2 separate regions of the Bos taurus genome follow, and region 2 is linked to region 1. The links are chromatin contacts, called in public Hi-C maps. All regions are on one chromosome and are shown on one strand. The core of a region is the stretch at or near the end of the contact, and the rest is flanking DNA. Distances in the headings are between cores, read along the strand shown. Region 1 has its middle 110 kb from the start of GIMAP8. Region 2 overlaps LOC512867 (GTPase, IMAP family member 1-like).

Evidence for each region. A called contact is a pair of places that touch in the nucleus more often than the background predicts.
Region 2: a Hi-C map of skin fibroblasts shows a contact between it and region 1, with 19 times the contacts expected there. The contact joins two enhancer-like sites. A contact is called at or near these places in 3 of 11 Hi-C or Micro-C datasets (blood, liver and skin fibroblasts).

Annotation. Positions count from the first base shown.
Region 1 is chr4:112,949,183-112,954,330 of ARS-UCD2.0, forward strand. No RefSeq gene overlaps it. Among named protein-coding and RNA genes, the nearest start is that of GIMAP8, 110 kb to the left of the region's middle. Within about 2 kb of position 2,964, at least 2 of the 102 cell types and tissues checked have an H3K27ac peak or open chromatin away from gene starts, as enhancers often do. A contact at or near this core is called in skin fibroblasts, where this site is marked.
Region 2 is chr4:113,127,502-113,132,467 of ARS-UCD2.0, forward strand. It overlaps LOC512867 (GTPase, IMAP family member 1-like), which reads right to left. Exons shown (of 3, transcript NM_001083677.2): 3 at 3,668-4,966. The coding sequence ends at 4,126. Among named protein-coding and RNA genes, the nearest start is that of GIMAP4, 56 kb to the left of the region's middle. Within about 2 kb of position 3,155, at least 3 of the 102 cell types and tissues checked have an H3K27ac peak or open chromatin away from gene starts, as enhancers often do. A contact at or near this core is called in skin fibroblasts, where this site is marked.

The DNA.
Region 1 (5,148 bases), core at 1,714-4,213:
TAGGGACACAGATATACAGAACAAACTTATGGATACCAAGGGGGGATGGGGGAATAGGATGAACTGGGAAATTGGGATTGAAATATACACACTACTATGTATGAAATAGACAACTAATGAGAATCTACAGTATAGCACAGGGACTCTACTCAAGGCTCTCTGTTGACCTAAATAGGAAGGAAATCTATAATAGATGGGGTGTATGTATAAGTGAAGGAGGAAACAGAACAGACTCTCTTGAGGGCGGGACTCCATCTTGGGCTGGACTGTGGACTTTGAGCTATATGCCCAGTATCTATGGAAATGACATACCAACTGGAAAACCAGGCCCCTGGCAGGAAGAGCCCCAGGGCTCTCTATCGTCTAAAAGAATACCCTAATTATCTGTGTAACCCAATAGAATCATACATTCAGTTATGTTTATTGGGGTATGACCACAGGCCTATTGATAATTGCCCACTGTTAACTACCTAGGCTTAAGGCATATGATCACGGGTTAACTTTGATTGTATCTTTCTTTTTCTTTTGTTCAGACTAGTTTCAGGGAACCTTATACACTTAGGGTATATAAGCTTTTCACAAAAACTGGTCAGGGTCCTTGGCTAAGAGAAGACTCTGCCTTGGACCCACCGGTGTAATAAACTTCACTCCACTATCTGCATTGTCCTTCTGAGTGAGTTTGTTTCCCAGAACGCGTGGCTACAACATACATACAAGTGATTCACTTTGCTGCACAGCAGAAACTAACAACACAACTTTGTAAAGCAACTATACTCCAATAAAAATTTTTAAAAATAAATTCAAAAAAGCTTAAAAAAAAAGTGAGTCTTAGATCATAGTCTAGCTCTGGAGTCCCCACGAATTTACAGGTATTCCTCTTCTAGGGAATTCAACCCACATGGTATTCACTGGAATGAGTAGTGGCTTCTGTCCAGCCAGGCAGATGAATATTGTACATTGTACAATACTGAATATGGTACAAGACTATATAAGAGGGTACGGATTGTTTGAAATCTGCTCAGAAATCTGATCATGGCCAAAAACAACTCTCAGAAGTAAGCCAAAGATGAACCTCTTTGGGTAAAATAACAGCTGATCCAGGCAGCAGGACACGAAAATATGAAATAAACTTCATCAACACACAATCAAAGATGTTCACAAAGAGGAGATAAAAGAAAAGGTGAGAGAAGACATACCTAGTTGGTATGAATTTATAGATTCACTTAAATAGACAGCTTTTGAGAAGTTATAATATTTTGACCCTGTGTCTGGTGACTCAGTGGTAGAGAATCCGCCTGCCAGTGCAGGAGACGTGGATTTGATTCCTGGGTTGGGAGGAGCCCCTGGAGGAGGAAATGGCAACCCACTCCTGCATTCTTGCCTGGGAAATCCCATGGAGAGAGGAGCCATAGGGTTGCAAAGAGTCGGACATGACTGAGCAACCAAACCACCACAACTCCTTAAGGAAACTCTTCCTATCAGTTCAATTCAGTTCAGTTCAGTCATTCAGTCGTGTCTGACTCTTTGCGACTCCATGAATCGCAGCATGCCAGGCCTCCCTGTCCATCACCAACTCCCGGAGTTCACTCAGACTCACAGCCAACGAGTCAGTGACGCCATCCAGCCATCTCATCCTCTGTCGTCCCCTTCTCCTCCTGCCCCCAATCCCTCCAAGCATCAGAGTCTTTTCCAATGAGTCAACTCTTTGCATGAGGTGGCCAAACTACTGGAGTTTCAGCTTTAGCATCATTCCTTCCAAAGAAATCCCAGGGCTGATCTCCTTCAGAATGGACTGGTTGGATCTCCTTGCAGTCCAAGGGACTCTCAAGAGTCTTCTCCAACACCACAGTTCAAAAGCATCAATTCTTCGGCGCTCAGCCTTCTTCACAGTCCAACTCTCACATGCATACATGACCACAGGAAAAACCATAGCCTTGACTAGACGGACCTTTGTTGGCAAAGTAATGTCTCTGCTTTTGAATATGCTATCTAGGTTGGTCACAGCTTTCCTTCCAAGGAGTAAGCGTCTTTTAATTTCATGGCTGCAGTCGCCATCTGCAGTGATTTTGGAGTCCAGAAAAATAAAGTCTGACACTGTTTCCACTGTTTCCCCATCTATTTCCATGAAGTGATGGGACCAGATGCCATGATCTTCGTTTTCTGAATGTTGAGCTTTAAGCCAAACTTTTCACTCTCCTCTTTCACTTTCATCAAGAGGCTTTTAGTTCCTCTTCACTTTCTGCCATCAGGGTGGTGTCATCTGCATATCTGATATTGATATTTCTCCCGGGAAATCTTAATTCCAGCTTGTGCTTCTTCCAGTCCAGCGTTTCTCATGATGTACCCTGCATATAAGTTAAATAAGCAGGGTGACAATATACAGCCTTGACGTACTCCTTTTCCCATTTGGAACCAGTCTGTTGTTCCATGTCCAGTTTGGTAAATAAAAAATAGGTTCAAGTTCTGATTTGCCGCCTTTTCCCCTTAGAGAGTCACTAGGCTCTCGGTAGATTATTTTCCTCTTCAAATAAAAGGCTGTTAGTGATAATTATCCTTCAACCTCATCAGGTAGCTTTCGTCATAAAATATTAACCAATAAACCTGTCATCCAGAACTGGTCCCTATTTGACAACTTAAGGAGCCTCTGCCTTTTCCCCCAGATATTCTTCTACCAAAGAAAGTTGGGGGTGGTGGTGGTGGTGTGGCAATAGGCGTGGCCATGAGGGCTGCCTGAGGTACCACACCCCTGGTTCATAGCCCCACTCTCTGTCAGCTCTGTAATCCTGGGAAGCTGTTTAATCAAAGTGTTAAATCTCTTCTGCACAAGTGAGATCAATACTGTAAGTACTGTCCTCGTTGGCTATCAGAAAAATAAGAGGAGACCATCTCCCTTCCTTCCCTCCCTCACTCCCTCCCTCCCTCTTCCTCTCCTCTCTCTTAAACCTGCTGCCTAATAACCTCCATCCGTGTTCCCTAACACCTTTTACCTGGTGCATCATGTTCCCTCTAATACACGATCTGATGCCCTCTACATCCCTTTCTGTTTATTCATTTTACGTTGGGAACAGAGCTGCAGGTTAGTCAAAGAACTTAATATCTCATAGCAGGGCAGGAGTAAAGATCCAGGTGAAGTGCCAGCCCTAGGCCTCTTGCTGCTTCACCCCAGCATCGAGTCACCTCTTGGCTTCTCTCTGTTCAGTCTTGAGTGAGCCCTTCCCCCTACTACCCAGAGCTCATACCTGGGGGCAAACATGCATTATGAGATGTATTCTTACCATAGGCATTTTCTTCATCTCTTACCACCTTCTGTCTTCCCATGATTAACTGAAAGAGTCCCAGACACTGTTCATTCATTCATTCATCAAATAGGTATAACTGCCTACAATGTATCTGGCCAAATCCAAAGAGCTGGTGACCCCACTCATAGTTTCTCCTCTCCCCTGAGCATTGGAATTTAGGGAAAGCATTGGAGGAGCCTTATCTGAGTTGGGATGATGCTATGAGAACACCTGGTGAGCTCGACTTTGTCTTCTTTGGATCTCCAAATGCAAAAAGCAGACGGGAGATGATAACATTCCATGCCAATGAGTAAGCTTTTGGTTCAGTTCAGTTGTTCAGTTGTGTTGGACTCTTTGCAACCCCATGGACTGCAGCGTGCCAGGCCTTCCTGTCCATCACCAACTCCTGGAGCCTACTCCTACTCATGTCCATCACATCGGTGATGCCATCCAACCATCTCATCCTCTGTCGTCCCCTTTTCCTCCCACCTTCAATCTTTCCCAGCATCAGGGTCTTTTCAAATGAGTCAGTTCTTCACATCAGGTGGCCAAAGTATTGGAGTTTCAGCTTCAGCATCAGTCCTTCCAATGAATATTCAGGATTGATTTCCTTTAGGATGGACTGGTTGGATCTCCTTGCAGTCCAAGGGACTCTCAAGAGATCTTCTCCAACACCACGGTTCAAAAGCATCAATTCTTTGGCACTCAGCTTTCTTTATAGTCCAACTCTCACATCCATACATGACTAGTGGAAAGCCATAGCTTTGACTAGATGGACTTTTGTTGGCAAAGTAATGTCTCTGCTTTTTAATATACTGTCTAGGTTGGTCATAGCTTTTCTTGGATTACTGTGATATTGAATGGTTTGCCTTGGAAACGAAGAGAGATCATTCTGTCATTTTTGAGATTGCACCTAAATACTGCATTTCAGACTCTTGTTGACTATGAGGGCTACTCCATTTCTTCTAAGGGATTCTTGCCCACAGTAGTAGATATAATGGTAATCTGAGTTAAATTCACCCATTCCAGTCCATTTTAGTTCGTTGATTCCTAACATGTTGATGCTCATTCATGCCATCTCCTTTTTGACCACTTCCAATTTGCTTTGATTCATGGGCCTAACATTCCAAGTTCCTATGCAATATTGTTTTTTACAGCATCGGATTTTACTTCCACTACCAATCACATCCACAACCGGGCATTGTTTTCACTTTGGCTCCATCTCTTTATTCTTTCTGGAGTTATTTCTCTACTCTTCTCCAGTAGCATATTGGGCATCTATAGGACCTGGGGATTTTATCTTTCAATGTCATATATTTTGCCTTTTCATACTGTTCCTGTGGTTCTCAAAGCAAGAATCCTGATGTGGTTTGCCATTCCCTTCTCCAGTGGATTATGTTTTGTCAGAACTCTCCACCATGACCTGTCCTTCTTGGGTGGCCCTACACTGCATGGCTCATAGTTTCATTGAGTTAGACAAGGCTGTGGTCCATGTGATCGGTTTGATTAGTTTTCTTTGATTGTGGTTTTTGTTCTGTCTGCCCTCTGAAGGATAAGGATAAGAGCTTATGGAAGCTTCCTAATGGGAGAGACTGACTTTAGGGGAAACTGGGTCTTGTTCTGATGGGCAGGGCCCTTCTCAGTAAATCTTTACTGAACAAGGGAAGCAGAGTGGGCAGAGTAAGGAAAAATAATGGGAAAGTGAGAGAAAAACAGGAGTTTGTGTGGATAGATGGTAATTTCCCTCTTGTCCCTGTTTTGCTTCTTTAATCACCACTTACCAAATCAAGATTATGCAGCTCAGCTTTATCCCATGTCTGTTGCTCAAGAGTCTCCCTCTGTATGTCACAGATCATACCCCTTGGTTGGA
Region 2 (4,966 bases), core at 1,905-4,404, 180 kb after region 1:
ATGTCAGGTCCATGAATCAAGGCAAATTGGAAGTGGTCAAACAGGAGATGGCAAGAGTGAACATCGACATTCTAGGAATAAGCAAACTAAAATGGACTGGAATGGATGAATTTAACTCAGATGACCATTATATCTATGACTGTGGGCAGGAATTCCTTAGAAGAAATGGAGTAGCCATCATGGTCAACAAAAGAGTCCAAAATGCAGTATTTGGATGCAATCTCAAAAATGACAGAATGATCTCTGTTCGTTTCCAAGGCAAACCATTCAATATCATGGTAATCCAAGTCTATGCTCCAACCAGTAATGCTGAAAAAGCTAAAGTTGAATGGTTCTATGAAGACCTATAAGACCTTTTAGAACTAACATCCAAAAAATATGCCCTTTTCATTATAGGAGACTGAAATGCAAAAGTAGGAAGTCAAGAAACCCCTGGTGTAACAGGCAAATTTGGCCTTGGAGTATGGAATGAAGCAGGGCAAAGGCTAACAGAGTTTGGCCAAGAGAAACACTGGTCATAGCAAACACCCTCTTCCAACAACACAAGAGAAGCCTCTACACATGGACATCACCAGATGGTCAACACCAAAATCAGATTGATTATATTCTTTGCAGCCAAAGATGGAGAAGCTCTAGACAGTCAGCAAAAACAAGACCAGGAGCTGACTGTGGCTCAGACCATGAACTCCTTATTGCCAAATTCAGGCTGAAATTGAAGAAAGTAGGGAAAACCACTAGACCATTCGGGTATGACCTAAATCAAATCCCTTATGATTATACAGTGGAAGCGAGAAATAGATTTAAGGGACTAGATCTGATAGACAGAGTGCCTGATGAACTATGGACGGAAGTTCGTGACATTGTACAGGAGACAGGGATCAAGACCATCCCCATGGAAAATAAATGCAAAAAAGCAAAATGGCTGTCTGGGGAGGCCTTACAAAGAGCTGTGAAAAGAAGAGAAGCAAAAAGCAAAGGAGAAAAGGAAAGATATAAGCATCTGAATGCAGAGTTCCAAAGAATAGCAAGAAGAGATAAGAAAGCCTTCCTCAGCAATCAATGCAAAGAAATAGAGGAAAACAACATAATGGGACTAGAGATCTCTTCAAGAAAATTAGAGATACCAAGGGAACATTTCATGCAAAGATGGGCTCGATAAAAGACAGAAATGGTATGGACCTAACAGAAGCAGAAGATATTAAGAAGAGGTGGCAAGAATACACAGAAGAACTATACAAAAAAGAGTTACACGACCAAGATAGAGCCAGACATCCTGGAATGTGAAGTCAAGCGGGCCTTAGAAAGCATCACTATGATACTTTACCATTCGTGTAGAATGTTTGGACTGAACATGTGTTGTCAGTCCTCTTGGATATATACCCAGGAAGTGAAATTACTGCATCATATGGTAATCTATGTTTAACTTTTTGAGGCAATGCCAAACGGTTTTCTACAGCAGTTGTGTCATTTTACATTCCCACCAGCAGTGGACAAGGGTTAAATTTATCCACATACTCATCAGTATTTGTTATTTTTTCTCTTTTAAAAAAACCCAGGGAGTATGAAGTGGTATCTTGTTTTGATTTGCATTTCCCCAATGACAAATGATGTTCATTATTTTTTTTTCATGTTTTTATTGGCCATTTGTGTATCTTATTTGAAAAAACTCCTAATCAAATCTTTCACTCATTTAAAAATTGGATTATTTGTCTTCTTGTTGCAGAGTTGTAAGAGTTCATTATATATTCTGGATATGAGATCTTTATCAGGTTGGCAAATATTTTCTCCCATTCTTTAGGCTGTGTTTTCACTTTCTAGATAGTGTTACTTAATGAGAAAAGGTTTTTAATTTTGATTAAATATAACACCTGTTTTTCTTTGGTGCTTTTGATGTCATATATTAGAAACTGTTGTCTGATACATGGTCATGAAGATTTGCACTTGTTTTCTTCTAAGAGTTTTATAGTTTTAACTCATATTTAGGTCTTGGATCCATTTTGAGTTAATGGTTTTATATCATGCAAGATAAGCATCCAAATTTACTACTTTGCTTGTGAATATCCAGTGGTCCCAACACTATATGTTGTTTCTATCCATTAATTTGTTACAGACATTCTTCATGGCATTCTTTATCCTCTTGTGTATATCCCACATATATACAGACAGCTCTCTAGTGTTGAACTAGGCAATTACCTACCCTCTGGGATCCCTGGCATGTTCCTCCCCACATGCCCATCAGCTCAACCAGGGTCACTTAGGAACTTCCTAGCCTTCATTCCTTCCCAAAGCAGAAGCAAGAATCAGATGTTTCTCATTATTTGAGTCATAGATTAAAACTATCCATTGTTCACATGGGGCACTTTGTCATTCTATTTTCATCCTTTTTTCACATTTATTTTCACCAATCACCATCCCTTTTCTCAGAGGAGTGACAATGGCAGAATATTTCTCTGTTTACTCTAAGAGTGTATCGAAAAGTGAACAAGAAAAAAAGCAAGATCCCCTATTAGGACCTCTACTGAGATCCGCACACAACTCCTTAAACCAAAATGACCTTTGCAGCTGAGGAAATTTCAAGCCTCAGCATTGGGCATTGGTGTTCCTATTAGTGTTTGCAATGGCATCCATGCAGAGTTTGTGGGCCTCACAAACCCTCACAGGATTTGAGGGCCTCTTAGGATTTGTGGGCCCAGTTGTTGCAGATCATTTTTCCTTTTTACACATCTCTTTAGTGATCTCAGGGCTTCCCTGGTGGTTCAGCTGGTAAAGAATCTGCCGGTAATGTGGGAGACCTGGGTTTGACCCCTGGTTGGGAGGATGCCCTGGAGAAGAGAAAGGCTACCCACTCCAGTATTGTGGCCTGGAGAATTGCATGGGCTTTATAATCCATGGGGTCACAAAGAATCGGACACAACTGAGCGACTTTCACTTAGTGATCTGAGGTCATCAGTAGCCTGAGAATCTCTGGCTGGTAGGCAATAGGTAGAGGATACTGTAGGGAGAGACCTGGAAGTGCAAAGCTGTATTAGAGATGGGCTTCTGTTGGTGTGTGAAGACAGTGGTGTTGGGGATAAAGCAAATGTGAATAAAGAGATAGGGAGGCACACCTAGGACTGATGACACAGGCTAACCTGGCTCACTTACCTGTGCCAGACACCTGATTCTCCCAGGCATGCCTGGCACAGGGGTGACTCTCTACTCCATGATCATATCACCAGTTCTCAGCCCACAAAGACCTATTTGCCTTTTGAGATTCACACAAAATAAAATCTCCAATCCGCTTAAACCTTTAAATTTATCCCTGAATTGAAAAGCCATACCCTTGCTTACCCTGTGAGTTGGTCAGCTAGTGAGAAAACCCCTCCTTGGGAGGAGACTTTCTGAAGGACCTCCATGGGCCCTAGGGAACCAAGGCTCCAATGACAGTCTCTTTGGACGTGCAGAAACATCTGCATTCAAGCTGCTGGGGGACGACAATCCCCTGCCGGTACAGAGGGCCAGGTCTGCACTAATGTCTTCCCTCCTTGCCATCACACACCTGAGTGAGTGTGTGGGTGCATGGTTGTTTGCCAGTGGGGTCAGGAATGAGACAGCAGCATCTGTGTTCAATGAGTATATGAAGTGGATGAAGAAACAGCTGCAAATACTGATTTCTTTCAACACAATGTGACTGTCCAGTACATTTATTTCTTCCATTCAGTTCAATTCAAACAAATGAATATGTACTCAGACTCTGCCCTGGGGCAGTTCTGCCCTTGGTTCACCGGGGAGTCCAGGGGTGAGAGGGAAAATGGTCCTCATCTGCTTTCAGGAGTAAAAGCAGTTCAGTGACAGGATGGAGTCAAAGGCAGTCTGAGGTCAGGTGGAAAACACCTAAAATTAACAGTGGCTGTTGGGCTCTGAGGAAAGGGGAGTTCAGGGACCACCAGGTAACAGAGGAAGGTTTCAGGTGGGAGATTTGCCTGGCACGCCTCTGAGGTTGGTAGATTAGGCGAGGTGAGGGAGAAAAGAAGGGAATGCGTGCCCTGAAGCAGCAGCGCACCTGAGATGACCGTGATTATCACTGCAAGGGACGAAGTGTTATTTACAATGTGTCAGGGTTGACCCACCAAAGGCATCAGGCAGCTACCTGCAGAGCAGGTACAGCAGGAACAGGGCGCCCAGCAGGGCCACCAGGCCCAGCTTACACCAGGTCTCCGGCGCTGCTTTGGGCCACCGCCACAGCCCGGCCAGCGGCCAGCGCTCCGACCACGACGGCGCTCGGGCGGCCAGTCGCTCCGCCACCCTGCGCAGCCTCTCCTCGGGACTCAGCCCGCCCAGGGTCTGCGCCAGGTGGTACACGTCGTTGGTGTAGGGGGCGCCGCCGTGGTCCCTCACCAGCTCCTCCACCAGCCCCATCAGCTCCCTGACCTGCGCCTCCCGCTCCCCGTCAGCCGCTCGGTTGTCGAAGGCGCAGCAGCGGCCCCCGCACTCGGCCACCAGCTCCCGGAGCGCACGGTTGTCGGTGTCGCGCACGTACTGCTGCAGCGAGCCCCCGTCCAGGTCCTCCCTGCGGGTGAAGACCACGACGGCGCGCGCCGCGATGCCCGCCCCGAAGAGCGCCTTCACCCCGCGCCAGGCCTGCAGGTCCTGGGCGGTGAAGCGGCCGAGCTGGGTCACCAGGAGCACGGCGTGGGGCCCCGGGGCCGACAGCAGGTAGCAGCGGCCTCTCTCCTTGAAACCCGGGTCTGCCTGGGCGACCTCGGGGCTGAAGAGGTCCGGGGTGTCGAGGACTTCCACGTCCCACGAGGCCCAGCAGCAGCTCCCCGTGGCGCAGGCCCTGGTCACCGCTGTGGTCGCGAGCCTGGAGAGGAAGTGCTTCCGCTGGAGGATGCTGTTGCCCGTGGCGCTCTTCCCGGTCCCCGACCTCCCGGCCAGGAGGAGGCGCAGCCGGCGCTCCTGCAGGGCGGACCTGAACTCCTGGAAA